Linked DNA regions of Mus musculus: all the other regions are linked to region 2. Evidence: chromatin contacts called from public Micro-C and promoter capture Hi-C data. All regions are on one chromosome and are shown on one strand. The core of a region is the stretch at or near the end of the contact, and the rest is flanking DNA. Distances in the headings are between cores, read along the strand shown.

The links. Hi-C and Micro-C count contacts between places; a contact is called where the count stands out from the background. Capture Hi-C pulls out chosen DNA fragments and counts their contacts.
Region 1: a promoter capture Hi-C map of adipose tissue shows a contact between it and region 2, with 2.4 times the contacts expected there. The contact joins the promoter of Taf5 here to the promoter of Ldb1 in region 2. A contact is called at or near these places in 1 of 39 promoter capture datasets (cranial neural crest), 1 of 115 datasets of contacts at active chromatin or transcription factors (embryonic stem cells) and 1 of 9 other capture datasets (adipose tissue).
Region 3: a contact with region 2 is called in a Micro-C map of embryonic stem cells, with 2.2 times the contacts expected there. The contact joins the promoter of Lzts2 here to the promoter of Ldb1 in region 2. A contact is called at or near these places in 1 of 39 promoter capture datasets (pre-B cells), 2 of 484 Hi-C or Micro-C datasets (embryonic stem cells and uterus), 6 of 115 datasets of contacts at active chromatin or transcription factors (astrocytes, embryonic midbrain, embryonic stem cells and 3 more) and 1 of 9 other capture datasets (embryonic stem cells).

Annotation. Positions count from the first base shown.
Region 1 is chr19:47,066,426-47,069,125 of GRCm38.p6, reverse strand. It overlaps Taf5 (TATA-box binding protein associated factor 5), which reads right to left and starts at 1,378. Exons shown (of 11, transcript NM_177342.3): 1 at 800-1,378. The coding sequence starts at 1,361.
Region 2 is chr19:46,043,870-46,046,569 of GRCm38.p6, reverse strand. Ldb1 (LIM domain binding 1) reads left to right here and starts at 1,259. Exons shown (of 11, transcript NM_001113408.2): 1 at 1,259-1,740. The coding sequence starts at 1,716.
Region 3 is chr19:45,016,711-45,019,410 of GRCm38.p6, reverse strand. It overlaps Lzts2 (leucine zipper, putative tumor suppressor 2), which reads right to left and starts at 1,276. Exons shown (of 5, transcript NM_001130526.1): 1 at 1,181-1,276.

The DNA of each region.
Region 1 (2,700 bases), core at 129-2,628, 1.0 Mb before region 2:
AACTAGGCACATTACTCATTACATCTTAGACTCGTAATAACTTACTTAGTAAAAAGGCAAAATAAAATAAAATAACCCCCCCAAAAAAAAACCTTTAACTGACATCACACAAGAAAAAGCAACAGAGACAAAAAGGTCTGCCCCACTCCTGCCCGTAGACTTAAGAGTTTTCAAAAGCTCTGCAAGGCAGATTCCCAGACTCTGCCCTTACAGAGTTTAATAAGCCTTAAGTGATGCTCAGAAATCCTCTAAAACACTTAACACCAGCGGTTCTCAGCCCACATTCTAAGAAACACTTACAACCTCCACTCTGGAGGTGTTATCCAAAGCAAGCCCTTCCGGCTTTGCTCAAAAAGTCCGTTGTCTCGTCTCAAAAGGAGAGATGAGAACTATACAGTTGTGAAAAATCAAGACACGGAAAGTACCTGCTGTACAATAGTAGTATGGGAATGTGACAGTACGATACTCGTGTTCACGCGAACCCAATCCTAGGTTCCTAAGTCTAAGTAAGAGCAGAAACCCCGAAACCCCTAAGGTTCCCCTCTTCTGTCAATCCCCGGTCCCTGGCGCCTCCCTCGACTCCACAGCCCTGCTGCTCAGCCTCTGGCTGGAACTGACAGCTCAGAAGAGGGTTTGACTGCGCAGCCGGCGCAGGAGCGAAAGGGGCGGGCGTGTGGCCCTAGAGGCGGGCCCAGGAAATTCAAAACAAGCCCGCAGAGGTGCAGGCCCGCCAGCCCTCGCCTTCCCGGCTAGCTCCCCTTCCAGCCGGCGCTCCTCAGCCCGGGAGCCCGAGACTCACCCTTTCCCGGAGCCGCAGGACCTGAGGCTGAACCCGAGAACACCGAGGTCACCGAGGCGCCCGTCCCCGGAGGCTCGGGGGCCGCAGAGCCGGGAACTGAAGCGGTGACCCGGCTGAGAAGCGCGCTGGCCGCCTCCGCGCCGGCCCCGTCCAACTCTCCCGGAGCTCCGGAGCCCGCCACCGCCTCCTCCAGCAGCCGGGCCTCCCGGCGCAGCGCCTCTTCGGCCTCGCGGAGGTTGCTCTGCCGGAGGAATTGCAGCACGGCCAGGAGGGTCTGTCGGTCGTGGGGAGCGCCGGCCTCCGCCGGAGCGGCGGGCACCGGGGCCGCCCCCGCCGGGGCAGCGGCGGAGACAGCCACCCCAGGCTTGGGGGTCCCGCCGTCCCCGCCGGCCGCCGCTGCCACTGCCACATTCCCGCCGCCGCCGCCGTTGGGGCCGTTGTTGGGAGTGCCGCCGCTCCCCTCGCCTGCGCCGTCGCCAGCCTGCGGAGGTAGCAGCGTCGGCGGTCCCTCAGGCTCTAGCTTGACCGCCACCTCCGTCTGCTCCTCCGCCAGCGCCGCCATCTTGCGGCTGAGCCACCTCGCGCCGTCAAGCGTGACTGCGTTTTCGCCACATGGAGGGCGGGGGTAGGGCGTTTCACGACAGCCGGGGCAGGCCATTTACGGCAGTGGGAGGAGCTAGCGAGGAGAAAAGGCACGAGAAAGAGCTACTTTCAAAACCGAGCGAAAGGCAGGCAGGAAGTGGGAGTTGCTTACCGTCAGTCTCTATTGCATTTGCCTGCTAATTACCGTTTATTGCATTCAGGCGATGAGATAGCCGTTTTATATTATACGAGCTCTTTTAATTCAACAAGTTTAAAGGTGCTAATCCCTGGAGTCTTTACAGACGGCTTAACCAGAATCCAAAGAGGTTAAATACCATGCTAAAATCACACGCGAAGAAAACGATTCACGCCCAGGTATTTAATTCAAAAGCACATAGCATTTATCAGAAAGAGGCCTCCTAGTTACTGGAAAGGCTCTCTGATGCTGTGGGCTGAGCAGTGGTTACTTTTTCAGTTTTTCTTTCTTTCTTTTTTTTTTTTTTTTTTTGGTTTGGTTTGTTTTTTCGAGACAGGGTTTCTCTATAGAGCCCTGGCTGTTCTGGAACTCACTTTGTAGACCAGGCTGGCCTCGAACTCAGAAATCCGCTGAGTGCTGCGATTAAAGGCGTGCGCCACCACGCCCGGCTCTTTTTCACTTTTTATTCCTGTAAAAATCTAGCTTTGTGAACTTTACAGTATATGTTATATCGTTTATTTTTTTTAAAAAAGCCTTTAAGCTGGATGTAGTTTCTAAAAATAAATTTAAGCCGAAGATAGAGGTCACAGGATCGCCTCAGCAAGTTCTAGATCAGTCAGGGCTACACTGTCTCCGGAGACCTTGTCTCCAACAAGAACAAGAACAACAAAACCAAAACCAACAACAAAATCAACTATAAAGTTAAAGAGAAAAAAAAGTTAATTTCTTCTCATTCCTTGTTACCAAATAAACCATTTCTGTCCTAAGGAAAAAATTTTTTTTCCTTTTTAAAGAAAAGATTAAGGCAGGGTCTTATGCACGCAGGCTGGCCTTGAACCTGCTGTGAAGTTAAGGGGGACCTTGAATTTCTGGTCCTCCTGCCTTCACCTTCCAAGTGTAGGGGTCCAGCTAAAAAGTTTTTATATAGACGTTTTTATGACTAAAATGTTTCTACTGTGTATTAATTACCCATTGTTACTATTTTGTTGTTGTTTGGGGCAGTACTAGGAAGTGAACCTCACCCTGCCTCTTGAATCCTAGGCAGTGTTCTGCTGCTGGGCTACAACAGCAGCCCTTACTTGGAAGGAGATGGGAAGAAGGTGTCTGACTTGGGGAAGTATGG
Region 2 (2,700 bases), core at 10-2,509:
CCCTAAGGTTGGGATATGTGGTCTCATGGCACCTTAACCTCCACCTTTGTAACTCTCCCCTGGACAGTCAAGCCAGCTGTGCAAACTCCTAAATCGGGGTAGGGAAATCAAACACCTTTTTCAAACAATCCCCATTTTAGCAACAAAGGGAAGAGGGAAGCCAGTGTAACCAGTCTAGTTCAGATACCTTAGACAGGGAATACCAGCCCCCAGAATCTACCCAGGGAATACACCACGAAGCTTAAGAGAAGCTAAGGCTTGGGGGACACCCCCCCCCCGAACTCCTTCTAGCAGCTCCCCTCCTCCCTGCTAATAGGTATTTCCTGTTTATGAGGCAGCTAGGGCTGGGCTTTGGAGAAGGGATGGAAGAGTTCTTCCCTTCCATGGGTTGGGTTGAGGAGTCCTTGAGGACTGCCTGAAGGTTGGGAGGGTTCTCCCTTTGGAAGATAGACTGACTGTCCAGGATGCCCCACCCCCAACCCTCCCCGCGGCCTCTGCCCCTATGGGTAGGGGGCACTGAAGGAGTAGGTTTCCTGTTCTCCACCTCCAAAACAGGGAGCTGCTTCCAGGGGGCGGAGGATGGGGGTGGGTGGGTAGAAGGCTCCAGGGCTGGAAGAAGAAAGTGGGGGAAGGGAAGTGTCTTAACTGGTGCGTCAGAGCCTGCAAGAGGAAAGGATGGCTTTGGTAGTGCTCCCCCCCTTCCCAGCCTAATGGTCATACCACAGCCCTTGTGTCCCCTTGCAAAATGCGGACCTCAGGCCCTTAGGCGGGGGAGGGTGGGGTCCCTTCTTAATTAACCCTTTTAGCTCTAGTCCCAACTGGTTTAGCAGGCATGGTCTGGTTAATTTAGAAAGGGGATGAGTCTAGGGGTTGCTCTGAGAATTAGGAGAGTGCTCCTTTTCCCACCCAGCTTCGGGTGGAGCGCGCCACACAGGGTCTCCGCAAAGAGCACAGGCAGGGGTCAGCGCCCCATCCCTCCCGGGGGTGGAGAGAGGGTACACCTCACTACCCACCCAGGCTCCGCCTCCCCCAATCCCCGCTCCCGCTCAGCCACGCTCCCAACCCCGCGCACCCGGAGGACGGACGCCGAGCGTGAGGCTTCGCCTCCTCCCGCTCCCCGGCGCCCGCCCTCGCCGGGGTCTCTGCCTCCGTCTCGTTTTTTAAGAGCTGCGTCACACGCATGCCGTTCCCGGGAGCGCTCCCTGCCCCTCGCCGCGCGGCGCACGCACGTCGCCGCTCGCGCCGCGCTCGCCCGGGTCACTTTGACACGGCTCTCCCCTCCCACTACCAGGACAATTAGCATATTAATAAAGCCCGGCCCAGCCCGACTCTGGCCGGAGAGCCGGCGCTTGCGAGAGGGAGAGGACGCGCGAACGAACGGGAGCGAGCGCGAGGGCGGCGGCGGGGAGGGCGGCGGGAGCGCACAGACACGCACACGCACACGCGCACACACGGACACACACTCCGGGGACGCACACCCGCGCGTACACACGCAGAGGCAGCTCGCCTTCCTGCCTGGCTTCCTTCCTGTCTGCTCCGCGCCTGACAGGCCCCTCGCTGCAGGCAGGGGCGGCCCGCACCGGGCAGAGGCCGGGCCGGGCCGGCGGCGCGGGCATCGGGGGCCGCGGGCGGCGGCAGCGGCTCATGCCCGGCCTGTCCCTGCGAGGGGCGGGCATCGTGACTCGGCTGGGCCCCCAGCGGCGGGCGATGTGAAGATGTCAGTGGGCTGTGCCTGTCCTGGTGAGTGGGTCTCGAGGCCGCCTGGCCCCTCCCTCCCTTTCGGCCCCCTAACCCCTGGTTTGGAGAGGATTTGTATGTGGGGGGCATCGAAGGCATGGTGGGGGTCGGGGGCTGTATAGAGTTAGAGGGGCCTCGATCGGGGCCGGGTTTTCTCATCTGTATAAATACGCAGCAGCCCAGCGGCACGGGAAGGGGGTGCTAAGGATGGCTTGTAATTTTTTTTTGAGGGGGGGGAGGCTAACTGGGGAGGGATGGGGGGGGACTGAAATTCCCAGAATTCCAGGGTGTTAGCCAATCAGAAGTGACTTTGGACTTTTGACCCCCCCCTCAGGTCATCGTAGAGTTCTGATTGGCTGATTTGGGTTTCCCCCCCTTCCCTGCTGTTTATTGCCTCTTACATATTTTGTGACATTCCCCCCCTCGGGCTGTTTCTTAGGATGCTGTTTGGGGGAGGAGTTGATTGGAGCCCATCTTACCCCCCTTTAACTTTTCCTGTCTGTTGCCAGGGTAGGTTGGCCCTCCTGAGGGACAAAAAGCACTCCTAGGGGGTGTCAGATAATTGGGCCCTTGGGTCTGCTATCTCAGTCTTCGTGGGAGGGGGAGTGTAGCAGTTCCAGGTAGGCCGTGAAGTTAAGAGTGGTTTGCAGATTCGAGTTGGGGGAGCAATGCTTGACACCCCCCCCCCAGTGAAAACTTGAGGACTCAAATTCAAATCACAACCCTCTCTAACAGGTATCAGAGCTTGCCAGGGAACACCTGTGTCTGAGAGTGCCTTGAGATTTTTCTTGTACGGTCGGGGTATAAGGCCACAAGTGCTAGGAGGGAACAGTTGAGCCATGTGATGGGAGAGGTTAGTCTAAAGAGAATCCCAGAATATAGTCGGTCCCCTTCCTTATAACTCTGTGTCCTCAAACTGGCCTTCCTTCCAGGATGGAGGCAGCTTTCTCTAGAAAGTCAGTG
Region 3 (2,700 bases), core at 27-2,526, 1.0 Mb after region 2:
TCCTGGGACAGTTACATGGATTCCTACTGTACACAAGAAAAGTGTGTGAAAGCTCCCCAGGACCAATCTGTATAAGTGAGCGTTCTGGGAGTGCATGAGGACCTGGGTGACATTCAAAGCCACCAATGTGAATGGGGACTCCTCCTCCCTAAAACTTTTTTTTAACTTAAGAGTTTGAGGAAAGGTGAGATCACAGTGCCTGACGCCCTTGCCCCATCTTATCTTTGTATATTGTTCTCCACTAAGTGCCTCTAAGTGTTAAGACCAGAGACTCACAGGAGTCCAGCGTGAGGAAGGAGTTGCTAAGAGCTAGGGTAGGAACTGAAGTGTAGCAACTTCTCTGTAGGGTAGGTACTGAGATCGCCCCCAAAAGGTCCAGCCTAGGGATGGAGACTGCTCCACAGTATAGTGAGGAGTGAGAAGGGGCTGGCACTCCTGTCCCTACTCCAGAGGACACAGAAAGTGAGACCCAGAAGGAAGGGCAAGGGCCGGGGTAGACACTCAGAGAGACAGGAGCCAGAAGACAGAAGAGACAAAGGCCAAGAGGCTCAGACACGAGGAGCCAGAGGCAGACCCATGAGTTAGGGTCGCTGAAGCTACACAGGCAAGGACCCCTAAAGCCAGAGGAGCCACAGAGCTGAGCTCTGAGGGCCAGGCGTCAGGAAAGCCAGGCCTAGCCAGCCTGGCTCCCGCTTTTGAGGCCCAAGAGAGAAGGAGGGGCAAGCGGCTCCATTTTGAGAAATGCGTTTGTAGCTGTGGGAAAAAGAAAGCCCTGGTTCTCCCCAGCACTCCCTGACCTATCACTATGGTACACAGACCCCTGCGCCCCCACCCCAGCAAGTAAGCTGGGGGTTCTAGAGTCTGGGGCCGCGCCAGGGCCTGAGATGAGTCTGGCCCACGTCCCAACTCTCTGACCTCAGGGCTGGGGTTGGAGAGTTGGGGAAAGTCCCCCCAAACACACACACTCAAACTCCAGAGACCAGTCAAGCAGGATCCAGTCTGGGATCACGAGTTGCCATTCCGAGACTGAAAGCCCAGAGTCGTCGTGTCCCCCCACCCCCCCCCCCGCCACCCACAATAGTCCGCTCCTTCCATAAACTGGGGGCGTCTATGGAATGCCACCTCCCCACCGGACCGCATCGCTTAGAAGTTGGGGCACCCTCAGCCCTGGACCCCTCACCTCCGCCGCGCTGCTCCATGCTCAGCCCCGGGCCGCCCCAGCACTCCACAGGCGCGCCGCCCGCTCCAGCCCGCGCGCGGCCACTCGGAGCTGCCCGGCTCGGCCCCGCCTCCGCCCAGCCGGCGCCCCCGGCCCTGACCGGCCCCCGCCCGGCCCGAGTGGGCGGTGCGCACTGATGGGGGGAGGGGTCCGAGGGGCGTTCCCGCCCCGGGGAGCGGACACGCGCAAGTAACCCACGTCACGCGTGCCAGCCAGGGCGCACGCGGGGGCTGCTCGGCGGCGCTCGGGATTCCTCCCAGAGTGGCCTAGCAACTGTGTGTGTGTGTGTGTGTTGTGTGTGTGTGTGTGTGTGTGTGTGTGTGTGTGTGTGTGTGTGTGTGTGTGTGTGTGTGTGTGTTAAGTGTGGTGTGTGTGTGTGCTCGGTAGCGCTCGGGATTCCTCCCAGAGTGGCCTAGCGACTCTGTGTGTGTGTGTGTGTGTGTGTGTGTGTGTGTGTGTGTGTGTGTGTGTTAGGAGGCTCGGCCGGCTCGAGACTCATCGAGCCGGGTCACCATCGCCTATCCCTGCCGGAGCCCAAGGGCCAGCGGCAGCTGGTCATTGTTCCAGCACAAAGAGCCAAGGCGCGGCGCCAGCCCCGCCCCTCCCCCTCCGCTCCTCTAGGAGAAGCTTCCCTCCTCAGTCTCCAGCTTCCCGGTCCATGGGGAGGCCGAGGGGGTCAGCCATCCCTCTCCAGTTGCCGGCTCCTGGGCACAAGTTGAGGGACTGGCTCGGTCGCTGTCTGTCCCACCCCCAGCAGGCTGGAGGTCACACGCTTGGATTTTCCAAATCGGCGCCACCTGGTGGCCCTTTCCAGCAACTTACCAGCCCCCCCCCCCCAAGACCCCCACCAATCCCACTCCCTTTCCAGCACAGCACCCTCGGGCCGCGAGCCCAGGCTTGTCCCTGGCATGGCTCCAGCCTCCCTAGCCGAACCTCGGGGGTCATTTGCTATGAGAAGGGTCGCTGCTCAAAGGGGGTGGGAGGGATACCTGACCCCCAATAATCTCAAGAACGAACAGCTCAAACCTACACTGGCTCCGCAGCAGACATCCCAAAGTCTCTCTTGGGGTCACAAATATTTTTACCCTCTCGAAAACAACAGTCTTAACACCCACACGACCTTTCCCACATTCAGTCTCGGGCAGCCACAGTCAGTCTCATCCATCACGTGGCTCCATAGATCTTCATTCCATAATCCTTCAGGCCAACTCACAGAAGGCTTGGTGTTTCGTGCACGGGAGAGTGCACAACAGTCCTTTGCATCCAGTCACATTCTTTAAATACACTCAGCCTCCCAACCCTCTTCCACGCAATGACAGCCGGATTCAGCCACTCTGGAAACTTCTTACATCATATTCACAAACTACCCACTTTCCCTGAGGGGTCTCTGTGACCTGCTCAGGTCAGCCGACCTCACATGTTCTGGCAAGGCCATCCTCCCTTCCCCGATCCCCCCCGCCCCCCCCCCCAAGGTCTGCCAG